Linked DNA regions of Anas platyrhynchos: region 2 is linked to region 1. A link is a contact called in public Hi-C data. All regions are on one chromosome and are shown on one strand. Each heading gives the region's core, a stretch centred on a gene start, on an enhancer-like site or on the middle of the called end of the contact. The rest is flanking DNA. Distances are from core to core; before and after follow the strand shown. Region 1 overlaps LOC101792387 (exocyst complex component 3). Region 2 has its middle 18 kb from the start of LBHD2.

Region 1 (4,895 bases), core at 933-3,432:
GGTTTCTGATTGCCATGAGCATTGCTTCTGGCACAGCGCTGAGCATGTGAGTCACAGGCCCAGGAAGGAGCAGGCTGAATCACCAGGAAGCACTGTGGGCTCTCAGTTGGGCATCATAGTAATCCGTCATTAAAAGCAGGACCAAAGCGTTGGGTGGACGCCCATGGCCTGCCTGCCCTTCCTGACTGCACATCTGCTTCTAGGGCCCAACTGAGGCACCTCTCATGCTTTATAACTGCCCTGCATGGTTCAGTTACACATGTCCAGGACATGGAAAGGCTCGGTGAGGCTGGCGAGGAGCTGCAGCCTGGCAGGGTGGGTGCGGGAGGGCTTTGTGGGGTGGTGGGTGCCTGTCACCATGTGCAGTGCTGCGCTTGAAGCAGTGACGGCCCTGTCAGGCAGGCCGGGTCATTCATCCTCCTGTGCTGCCTAATTGCACATTTTTTCAAGGGCAGGAAGTGATTACAGCCCCAACTTTGTGACAACAGGATTAGAGTCAGCCTGTGTTTATTGGAATTTCAATCAACGAACCTTCCAGAGGAAATAAATAAAAACCCCTCTGACATTTTGATCGCGTCTGGTCTAAAAATAATTCCACCGCACTTGAAAGATTCCTGCCACAGACGTTTTGATTGCTGCATGCATCTCCTGGGTTTGACATTCACAGGCACCAAAGGGTATTTTCCGCTGGCTGGCCGGGGCTGGGAGCCCTCGGGGATGCCTGGCTTTCCACCGGCGTGTGGTGTCCAGGTGGCATCTCCTGCTCTGCACGTGTGTGTAGAATGAACACCCCTTTCCGTGCGGTTTCTTAATGGCAAATTTCTCCACCCTGTGCATGGCATTAAGTCGTGGACAGAGCAAATAAAGGCTTCAGTTCAGAAAGACAACCTGGGGCGAGGAGATTTGTGCACGAGGTCGAGCTCTGGTGGCATGTGGGAGGTTTTTTTGACCTGGGGCGCTCTCTGGGGAGAGGATGGGGAGAGGGGGGCCCAGCAGATGGTGAGGGAGGAACATCCTCGGCCACCCGCAAGCCTCCAGGAGCGAGCAGATGGTGTGTGGGGAGGCCCCCAGGGGTCTCGGGAGGGGAGGCAGTGGGGGGTCCTGGGTCACACAGAAGGGGAGAGCAGAGGGGAAACTGCCTGGGGAGGTCAGGCAGGGAAGGGAAGGCTGTGAGGATGGGGACTGAGTGATTTCCCTCATGCTGTGGGGATTTTAACCCACTTCGCTGTGAGCCCTGACATTCCCAAATGAATGCCATGCTGCTCCTGGTGGTTTGATGCTCTGGCTTCTCACAGAGTTGCTTGCCATCACTGCCTCTCTGCTCCTGCCCACAAGGTGAGCAATGATTTCTCACCCAAGCCCCCACACTGCCCCGGGCTTGGGTTTGGCCGCTTTGAAGTGCTGCACGCAGCAGAGCCTCGCCAGCCACCCCGTTATTTGAGATCCCGTCTCAAAGGGTCACCTTCCGTGCTTGATGCTGAAGGCAGTGGAAAACAAACACTCATTAATTACGCTGCAAGGTCTAGGGAAAGGCCTGACATTTGCTGAGGTGCCACCTGTGCTTCCCCAGTTTACCAAGCAGCTTTGCCAAGGGTGTGTGACGGTGCAGGGAGGGCATGACAGTGAAAAAGCAGGTAGGGCTGAGGATTTGGGACATGCCGGCTTCTGTTGCATAGCAAATGTGCACAGTGAGAATAAATCCCCCAAACCATGACACACAGTTGCTTGCCGGCTGCCAAATTTTATAGTAAATTGGGTTTTATTCCATTGCCTATGCCCTCCCAGGAGAAGTCTGATGATGCTGGACACTCATGCACTGACCAACGCTGTCCAGAAAAACCCTCACCCGTCTTCGGGGCTGTCCAGCACCCAGCTGGGGAGCGGTGTCTGACCCACGGGTGGGGACAGGGACACACGAGGGAGTGCAGCAAATGCTAACCTGGCTAATTTCCCCGTGGAAATAGCTGGCACATCGCTGAAGCTTGCTCAGCCTGATTTTAAGGAACCTCTTAAATGTTTGCCTTCACCCCAGCACATCCACGGCTGTGGGGGCAGCAGGAGGCTGCAGAGGCACTTGCTGAGGCCTCTCGCTCTGCACCAAGGGGCTGTGCTGGCAGCCTCCCCCAGCGCCCTGGGGACAGACGGGGCTGGAAGGGCACACAGCTGGTGCCATCTAGTGGCTTTCGGAGCCACCTGGTTCATAAAAGCCGCTGGAGGCCCTGGGAGCTGAGGGAAGCCGAGAGGAGGCCACGGGGTGCAGCGAGGCCGAGCTGTTTTGGGGGGCATTGCTCCCCTCTGGTAGCCGTCGGGGCTTTAGGATGGGGTTTCACACTCGGCTTCACCCGGTCTAGGGCCGTATCGGCACCAAAAGACACATTCCTGCCTCCATCCCTGTGTCTTCCTACCTCCTCCCATCACCTCGTGCTGGGTGTTGTGAAGGGCTATTGGTTTGTGAGCATTTAAAATAAAGGGAGGGTGGTTGAATCAGCTGCTGGGACAACCCTTGTGGCTCAGGGCTGGCTGAAGGATTTGCAAGGGGGCAGAGCAGCAAGGAGGTCCTGGAGCAGTTTGTTATAGCACAGAGACTCGCAGGGGTTTGTAAAAAATGTAAAGCAAATCTTGGCCAACAAATGAGTATTTTTTTTTTTTCTTTTGCTGGGTTACATCCACTGATCTTTTGTTTCTCCTAACAAGATGGGCTTGTGCTGTGCCAAATGATGTCATTTTCTTCCCCAGCGGCCTGCCCAGTGTTGAGAAAGATCCGAACCTCCATTTCCAGCTGCTGGAAGGGAAGCTCAGCACGGGGCGGTGATGGTGGTGGTGCTTCTCTTTCCTGTGTGCAAAAATGGTGTTCAGAAAACCCCCAAGTCTCCGCAGCTCAAAACCCCCCTCACCACCCGGAGGGCTGGAGGAGGAGGTGGATTTGTCTGGGTGCTGGCAGGAGCAGGGATGTTTGATGCTGGGGTGTGCAGATGCAGCCATGCAGCCCGTGGCCCATTTTGCTCACCAGATCTAATCCAGCACATCCCAAATGTGGGACAAAAAGCTGGGCCAGCCAGCTACACCTCCAGGCAAGGCGGTTTCAGGGCTACCAAGCTGTTTTAGGGCTGGTCTGTCCGTGCAGCCCACGGTCCTGGAGGCAGCCCCCGCGGCTCCGAGGCCACGCGTGTTTCGTGGCGCTTTTTGCGGGATGTCCCCCGGGTTGGGGCCACCTGCCGGGGTGTCGCTCCCGAAAACGGGTGCTCTGCTGTCCCCCGGTGTCGCGGCGAGGCTGGGAGCAGCCGCTAGGTGGGGGTAGGACCTGCGGGAACCCGCGGAGCCCGGCGGGCTGGGGCTGCTCCCTGCCTGCCCCTAAATGCCCCGTGTAAGGCACTTAGGGCTGCTCCCTTCCAGCAGAGAAACCCTCATCCCGCTGCCAACCAGCATCTGTGGTTCTTGACCCGGTCCCACGCTCTCCCAGCTTAAAATCACAGCCCAGAAAGGGGGAAAATTCTCTTTTTGTGCACCCGCAGGACTGATGCCCACGTGTCCAGAGAGGGAATTAGGGTGGTGCTCGCTGCTGGTGCTTCAGCCCCGGGGGGGCCAAGGGGAGAAGTGCCATGTGAAACACTCTTCAGTGAGCCAGAGCCCTAACCCACAGCAGTTTCTTTATTAGACAGCTGGCCCTGGCCATTAGGGATGTAACGGGGAGCTTTCTCTTCTGCTTTGTGCCCCACATGGTCATTAATATGATGCTAAACCCAGTTGGTGGCTCCTCAACAAATTATTAAACAAAACAAGCACAGAGAGGCATTCAGGCTACAAAAATAAAAATTTCTGGGAGATATTTTCCCCAAGACTGCATGATGACCGTGTGGGCCACGATAGTTCTGTGGATGAGGTTTATGCCTATCCGACACTTTTTGCAGGGAGGAAGGTGAGTTTGGGAAACAGCGACTGCAGGAGTGAAGTGTCCACATCTTCAGGACATGAGGATCCTCATCTCTGTCCCAGGGGTGAAGTGTCCTCATCCTCAGGATGTGAGGATCCTCCCACAGCAGGACCCACCCAACAGACCCCTTGCGCTGAGTCCCCCCAGGAGGTAGGTCCTGGGGGGCTCCTGCCCCGTGTGAGCTGAACACCAGGAGTGGAGGTGAGAGCTGTTAGTGTAGCAGCCACAGCCCTGCCACACCAACTTTTTACTTGCTTGAGGGCCAACATCTTGTCCCCTGTACCCCACATTTCCTCAGTTAAGCTATGTTGCTTCTTTCAATGTTTTCTCAGGCATCACTCTTTCTGGACAGTCAGTTTTCCTCTCTGTTTTCCTTCAGACTCTGGATGTGGATTGCCCAGACCGGACACTGCACAGTAGCTCATCCTCGATGATGACAGCCAGAGCAGGAGAGTTACTTTCCATGCTGTGAAGGTGTCAACTTGTTTTTGCAAGTCCCAGCTAGAGATTTCCTTTTTTTCACAGCAATGTGTTGACACAACCCATTCATGACCCTTTATTACTCCAGAGTGTTTGTATTTTTGCAGAACAGGCAATTTCCTCTCCTTACTTGTGCAGTTGTTTATGTCTGTGTCATTGTGCTGAGCAGTGCTTGTTCTGGTTGAATTGTATCCTATTGATATATATTTTTTCCTAGATAACTGCAAGATCAAATCCTGTCCCCTACCCCAGTCACCCTGCTTGCAGTCCCTGAAGCTCTCATGAGCATCCTCTGCATTTTGGCACCCAAATGCTGAATGCACTTGGCTCAGAGCAGACTCCTGTGGCCACACACTCAACACCTCTGTGCTGTTTTGCTCTCTGACTGTGAGTCTCCATCCAGGTTTGTGTTGGCATGGAAGTCCCAGTTTTCTTTCTCTGGAAGCCTCCGGTTTATTTAGGCTGCAGTTGGATGCACAGTTTG
Region 2 (4,852 bases), core at 679-3,178, 160 kb after region 1:
CTCAAAGAACACTTTAAATCTGCTTAGCAATTTGTAACGCCCACAGGAGCACACTGTGTAAAGCTGCAGTTATGAGACAAATCACTTCTCCATTAAGCGTGGCTCCGGAATGTGCCTGCTGCCAGCCCGCACGCCGAGCGCTGGAGGGCAGGGGGAGCAACGTGCGGGGCAGTGCGAGGGGCAGAGAGGTTTGCCAGACGTGGGTACAGCCGTGTAACCCAACAGCACCAGCTGCACCAGCTGCAGACCCCACCCGAGCTGAACTGGGCTGGAAAAGTGTCGGGATGCAGCAGGAGAGGAGCGCCGGGAGTCCAGGGTGGGGAGTGAGGAGTATTTTTGGTAGCGAATCTACTGGAGTTACACCTTGTAGCTGTCGTGGGAGGGCTGATTCTGGGGAGTGAGTGCGCCTTGCAAGTGAGAAAAGCCACAGCAAGGAGAGCCAAAATTAAAAGACGTAGCGCTGAGAAAAGCCAAGAGGAGGCAAAGCGAGGCTGACCCTGATGTCCATCCTCCAAAGCAGGTAAAGACCCTGGTGAAGAGTCCTGATCAGTGGGACTGAAGCCCGAACCCGTTTTCCCCAATGACCAGCTTGCATCTCAGAGGTCCTCTAAGATTTGGGGTGCAGGCTGCCCTTCTAACCTGTGGAAAGGGAGCAGAGCTGCCAATCCTGGGCCCAGCAAGCCTTACAGCTGAGCACCCAGAAGACAGTGAGCTGTCTTGAAGCATCTGCCAGAACCGTGCAACCACATTTAAGCCTGACAAGGCCGGTGAGGAGAGGCAGGCAGGCAGGGGAATTAGACAAAAAGGCCAGGGTTTGTGTGTAAGCCTTTATCTCGCTCCTGGGGAAGGTGTTCGGAAACCTTGAATGAGAAGAAAGGGTAGGAAGATAAACAGAGCCGACAGCTGAATCCCTTTAAGATTTTGAAATGATGATCAAAGGAAAATGCAAAGGAGGAACATGCCCTCAGAAAGTTGGAGGGGAAAGATCCACAGCTCAGTGTTGGGCAGCAGGTCTTAGAGGAGGCATTTCATCCTGCCTGGGGAGTCCAGCCTGTCCTGGCCCAGGAAAGCACATGCTGAGCTGTGGGAAGAGCATGGACAAGGCTGAGCAGAAATGCCACGTTTCTGGGGTTACAGGAGGTGCTACAGGCCATGAAAATTGCAGTTATGAGACAAATCACTTCTCCATTAAGCGTGGCTCTGGATGGTGACATGGGAACGGGTCACCTGCAAAGGCTGAGCAATCTGCACCCATACAGATTTTCACAGCTCAACTGGGAAAGGCCCTGGCTTAATTTTGGAGTTACTTATGCTCTGTATGGGGGGTTGGACCAGATGGCTTCCAGCAGTCCCTTCTAACCCAAATTGTTCCACGGTTCTGATCTGAAGTAATCTCCAGGTAATATTTTAAAGCTTTAAAATGGTTGCCTGCTGTACTGGAAACCCAGAGGCTCTGCAATACTCGTGCCTGGGGAGCTGGAAGGGAGCTTACAAGAAAACACAGGCCAACCACCAGCCCAGCAAAGCCTAAATGATTCCTAGAGTGACAAGTGATGCTGACAACTGAAGTGGAACTTCTCCAGTTTTCTTTCAGACTGGGCTCGAATGCATGTCTGTGCTTTTGTTGTGAACGTGAGGGGTTTTATTAGCAGCATTTGCACTGGGTACTTGTTCATCCCCACTTGCAAAGGAGCAAAAGAGCATCTCTACCTCCTGCAAGCAGTCGGATATTTCTATTTCACATCCCTTACCCTAAGACACGTTTTGGTGCTGGGTTTGGGTGGCACTGTGTTGATGGGAGCAGGAACATTTCGTACAGCCAAGGTCTCTGTGCCCTCACCCTGCCAGCCTCAGGAGACACTGCGTAGCTGTAACGTGTCTCAATCAGCCTGCTGGAAAAGTAAACCACAGTTCATGAACTCTGTAGCTCTGACTCAGGGCAGGAGACAGAGGCTTGAAAACAACAGGGAAAAGAAAAAACCTATCCCAAGGCACAGGTCAGTTTTCAGTGACTCCGATGGCAAAATATGCTTTCAAGATGTTCACGTCTGGCATGTCACGTTGTGGCCAGGATGCCTTATCGTGCAGCTGTCACTCACCCAGGACCGAATACAGCAAACTGATCACATTTGATCATTATTCCTTCAGCAGCACTTCAAGACTTCACTACAGGACGTGCACCCTACAGAGCTGGGTATTATGCACACAAAGTACACACCCCCTCCCTCGCCATCACAGTGAAATTTCCAGTCCATTTTCTCCCTCGACCCACATTTTTGTAGCAGGTGCTTTTAAATGAAAGGAGGAAAATGAGAAGCAGCTGCTTGATGGCTGCTGAAGGGTCTGGGATAGTAGCAGCAGCCTGGGCTGAGGAGGATTAATAGGCAGTGTGCACGTGAGGGGGTCAGAGGTGGCGAATAAATGCAGTTTATCAGAGAGTTACAGAAATAAAGGAATGAATCACATTGCTCTCATCACCATAGATGAGGTATAAATAGAGTTAATCAGCACTGAATGAAAGCATATTAACTCAAGGAGAATTATTCATGCACTGCAGGTGTTTTCCCAATCCCTGTCCATGCAAGTAATGAGTGAGAGCAGTAATTGGTGTCCAGCCCATCGCTAGCCAGCAGCTATTGCCCCTTCTGGACTGAATTAATCTTCCAAATTGCTGTGCTGCTTTACAACACATATTTCAACATAATGATCTTTTACTTATTATTATTTTTGGTAGCTAGTGAGTTATCGAGATTGATAGCATCCTTTGCAAGGAAAAATAAAGCACCCTAAGGGGAGCTGATAACTCATTGAACTCTTGAACCACCTCCAAGTCCCCTCTCTGGGACTTCAGCGTTATGATGTATTATTTATCCAGCCCTGGCTGTGCCTCTCGCAGCGTGCTAGGAAGCTTCGGGAGAGTAATAACAACGCGGGCCCTGTATGCTCTCCCTGAACGCTCGCAGAGAGAGCCTGCTACTCATTTGCCTTTCAATAAGGGCTGTATTTTTCCTTCGCAGCCACTTTTCCAAGCAGACACTTCCACGCGGCAGGTTACCCGTGCGGCCTCAAGGGCCTCCCTGCCTCTGCCCAGCTCAGCCTTCGGGTGCCACAAAAGCCTTCAGGTGCCACACAGGCCTCCTGGTGCCACAGTGGTCTCCCAGGGCTGCTGCCACTGACATCTCCCCGCACTTTAGGCCACCACCACAGCTCCCTCAGGGCAATGCCCAGACGCCTGGGTGCATCTCCCCCGGGTGCAGGCCTCGAGGTGCTGAGCTCAGTGGCACAGCGCTTGAGCAGACGGGGTGTGCTCGCCCTCCTCGCTAGCTCAGAGCCCAGCGGGTCACCCAAAGCACCCAAATGAGGCAGATGTGCATGATTAACCCCCTGGGGGCCAAGCCCATCAGGGTGCGGGATGGGTGCGAGGTGCCCAGGTCCCCCTGCGGAGCCCCTCAGGCGCCGGGGCGCGGCGGAGGCAGCGGCCTCGTTTCCTTTACTCCTGGCTCCCTCTCGTGGGCCTCCCCCAAAAGCACAGCTTCCTCGGCTGCTGCCCTGAGCCCCACGGCCCCAGGGATGCCCACAGCCTCTCCTGGCTGCCCACAGGGTGTGGGTAATGAGTGGGAGTGCTGTTGGTGCCCGGCCGCAAATCCTTGATGCTGCAAGGTCAAGCACGGCAGCTTGAGCTTCCAGGCTGCACGGCTGTGCTCCTGCCCCCAGCTGAGGGTAGCCGCTCAATTAATGCCCTTGCTTTCACACCCCACCATCTGGTATGGGGACAGATGTGCTTTTTCCCAAGGAAAAAGGTCATCCATAATTGTCACTTCTCTGCCCTTCCCCGCACGCCCTCATCCGAAAGTCTGCAGCACCGGTGTCCCTGGCAGGGTCACTGCGCTTCCATTTCCATTGCTGCCCAGCGAGGCTGTGGGGTCTCCTGCTCTGGAGATGTTCACAACCCACCTGGATGCCATCCTGTGCAGTGTGCTCTAGGTGATCGTGCTTGGCAGGAGGGTTGGACTGGGTGATCTCCAGAGGTCCCTTCCAACCTCGGCCATGCAGTGATCCTGTGGTTTCCTTCCTCTTCTGCTTCCCGCTGCCCCACGTGTCTGTGCCTCTGCAGCATCCTCCACCTACCCCATGACCCAGCCGAAATCTTTACCCGAGCCCTCAGCTTACAGCTCCCGCAGAGACCTGCTGCCTCCCCCCTTGTTCCCAGCCTGTCTGCCAGCTCCTCTGCCGTTTCCTGACCCACGCCACCCCTGCCCTCACGTCCTCTCACCAGCAGCGGCCTCATGCCTGCTTGGTGGCCCTCCTGCCCATCTTCCTACTCGCTCTGCGCTGTTGTCAGCACTGCTACCTGACCTCTTCTTTCATCCCCGTCACCCCAAGTCACCTGAAAATGCGCTCATCCTCCTTCACTGCTTCCTTTTATTCTTTCCCCTCTTACGTTTTTATGTTTCGGCCCCAGCTGTGTCCCTCATTCCAGCCATAACTCATTCCGAGATGCAGAGAGGAGGAGGCATGCCTCAGAAACCTGCCCTGAGGATGTGGAACTGGCGCCAGGCTCAGGATGTGCCTGCAGCTGCGGGGCTCTGAATTTGGGTCTGGTGTTTGTGGCACAAACTGAGGTGGGTAACTGAGCCTTCCTGTGCCTTTCTTTTCCTCCGGCATCTGTCCTCTGTGCCGCAAGCTGAAGCTGCCGGGTGCAGGGCTGCTGTTCTCGTGCAGCAAGGTGTCAGATTCAGAGGCCCTAATTTGTGTGAGTGCAGAGCCTGATAACAACACAAATAACAGCAGCATCGTACGGCTTGTACAATAAACCTCTGGCAAAAGGATATCTTGCAAGGGAAATGATGCT

Evidence for each region. A called contact is a pair of places that touch in the nucleus more often than the background predicts.
Region 2: a contact with region 1 is called in a Hi-C map of liver, with 3 times the contacts expected there. The contact joins two enhancer-like sites. A contact is called at or near these places in 3 of 8 Hi-C or Micro-C datasets (liver, skeletal muscle and subcutaneous adipose tissue).

What each region holds. Positions count from the first base shown.
Region 1 is chr5:10,847,544-10,852,438 of IASCAAS_PekinDuck_T2T, forward strand. It overlaps LOC101792387 (exocyst complex component 3), which reads left to right. Exons shown (of 12, transcript XM_013103044.5): 12 at 1-569. Among named protein-coding and RNA genes, the nearest start is that of EIF5, 54 kb to the left of the region's middle. Within about 2 kb of position 2,183, at least 3 of the 8 cell types and tissues checked have an H3K27ac peak or open chromatin away from gene starts, as enhancers often do.
Region 2 is chr5:11,008,208-11,013,059 of IASCAAS_PekinDuck_T2T, forward strand. No RefSeq gene overlaps it. Among named protein-coding and RNA genes, the nearest start is that of LBHD2, 18 kb to the left of the region's middle. Within about 2 kb of position 1,929, at least 2 of the 8 cell types and tissues checked have an H3K27ac peak or open chromatin away from gene starts, as enhancers often do.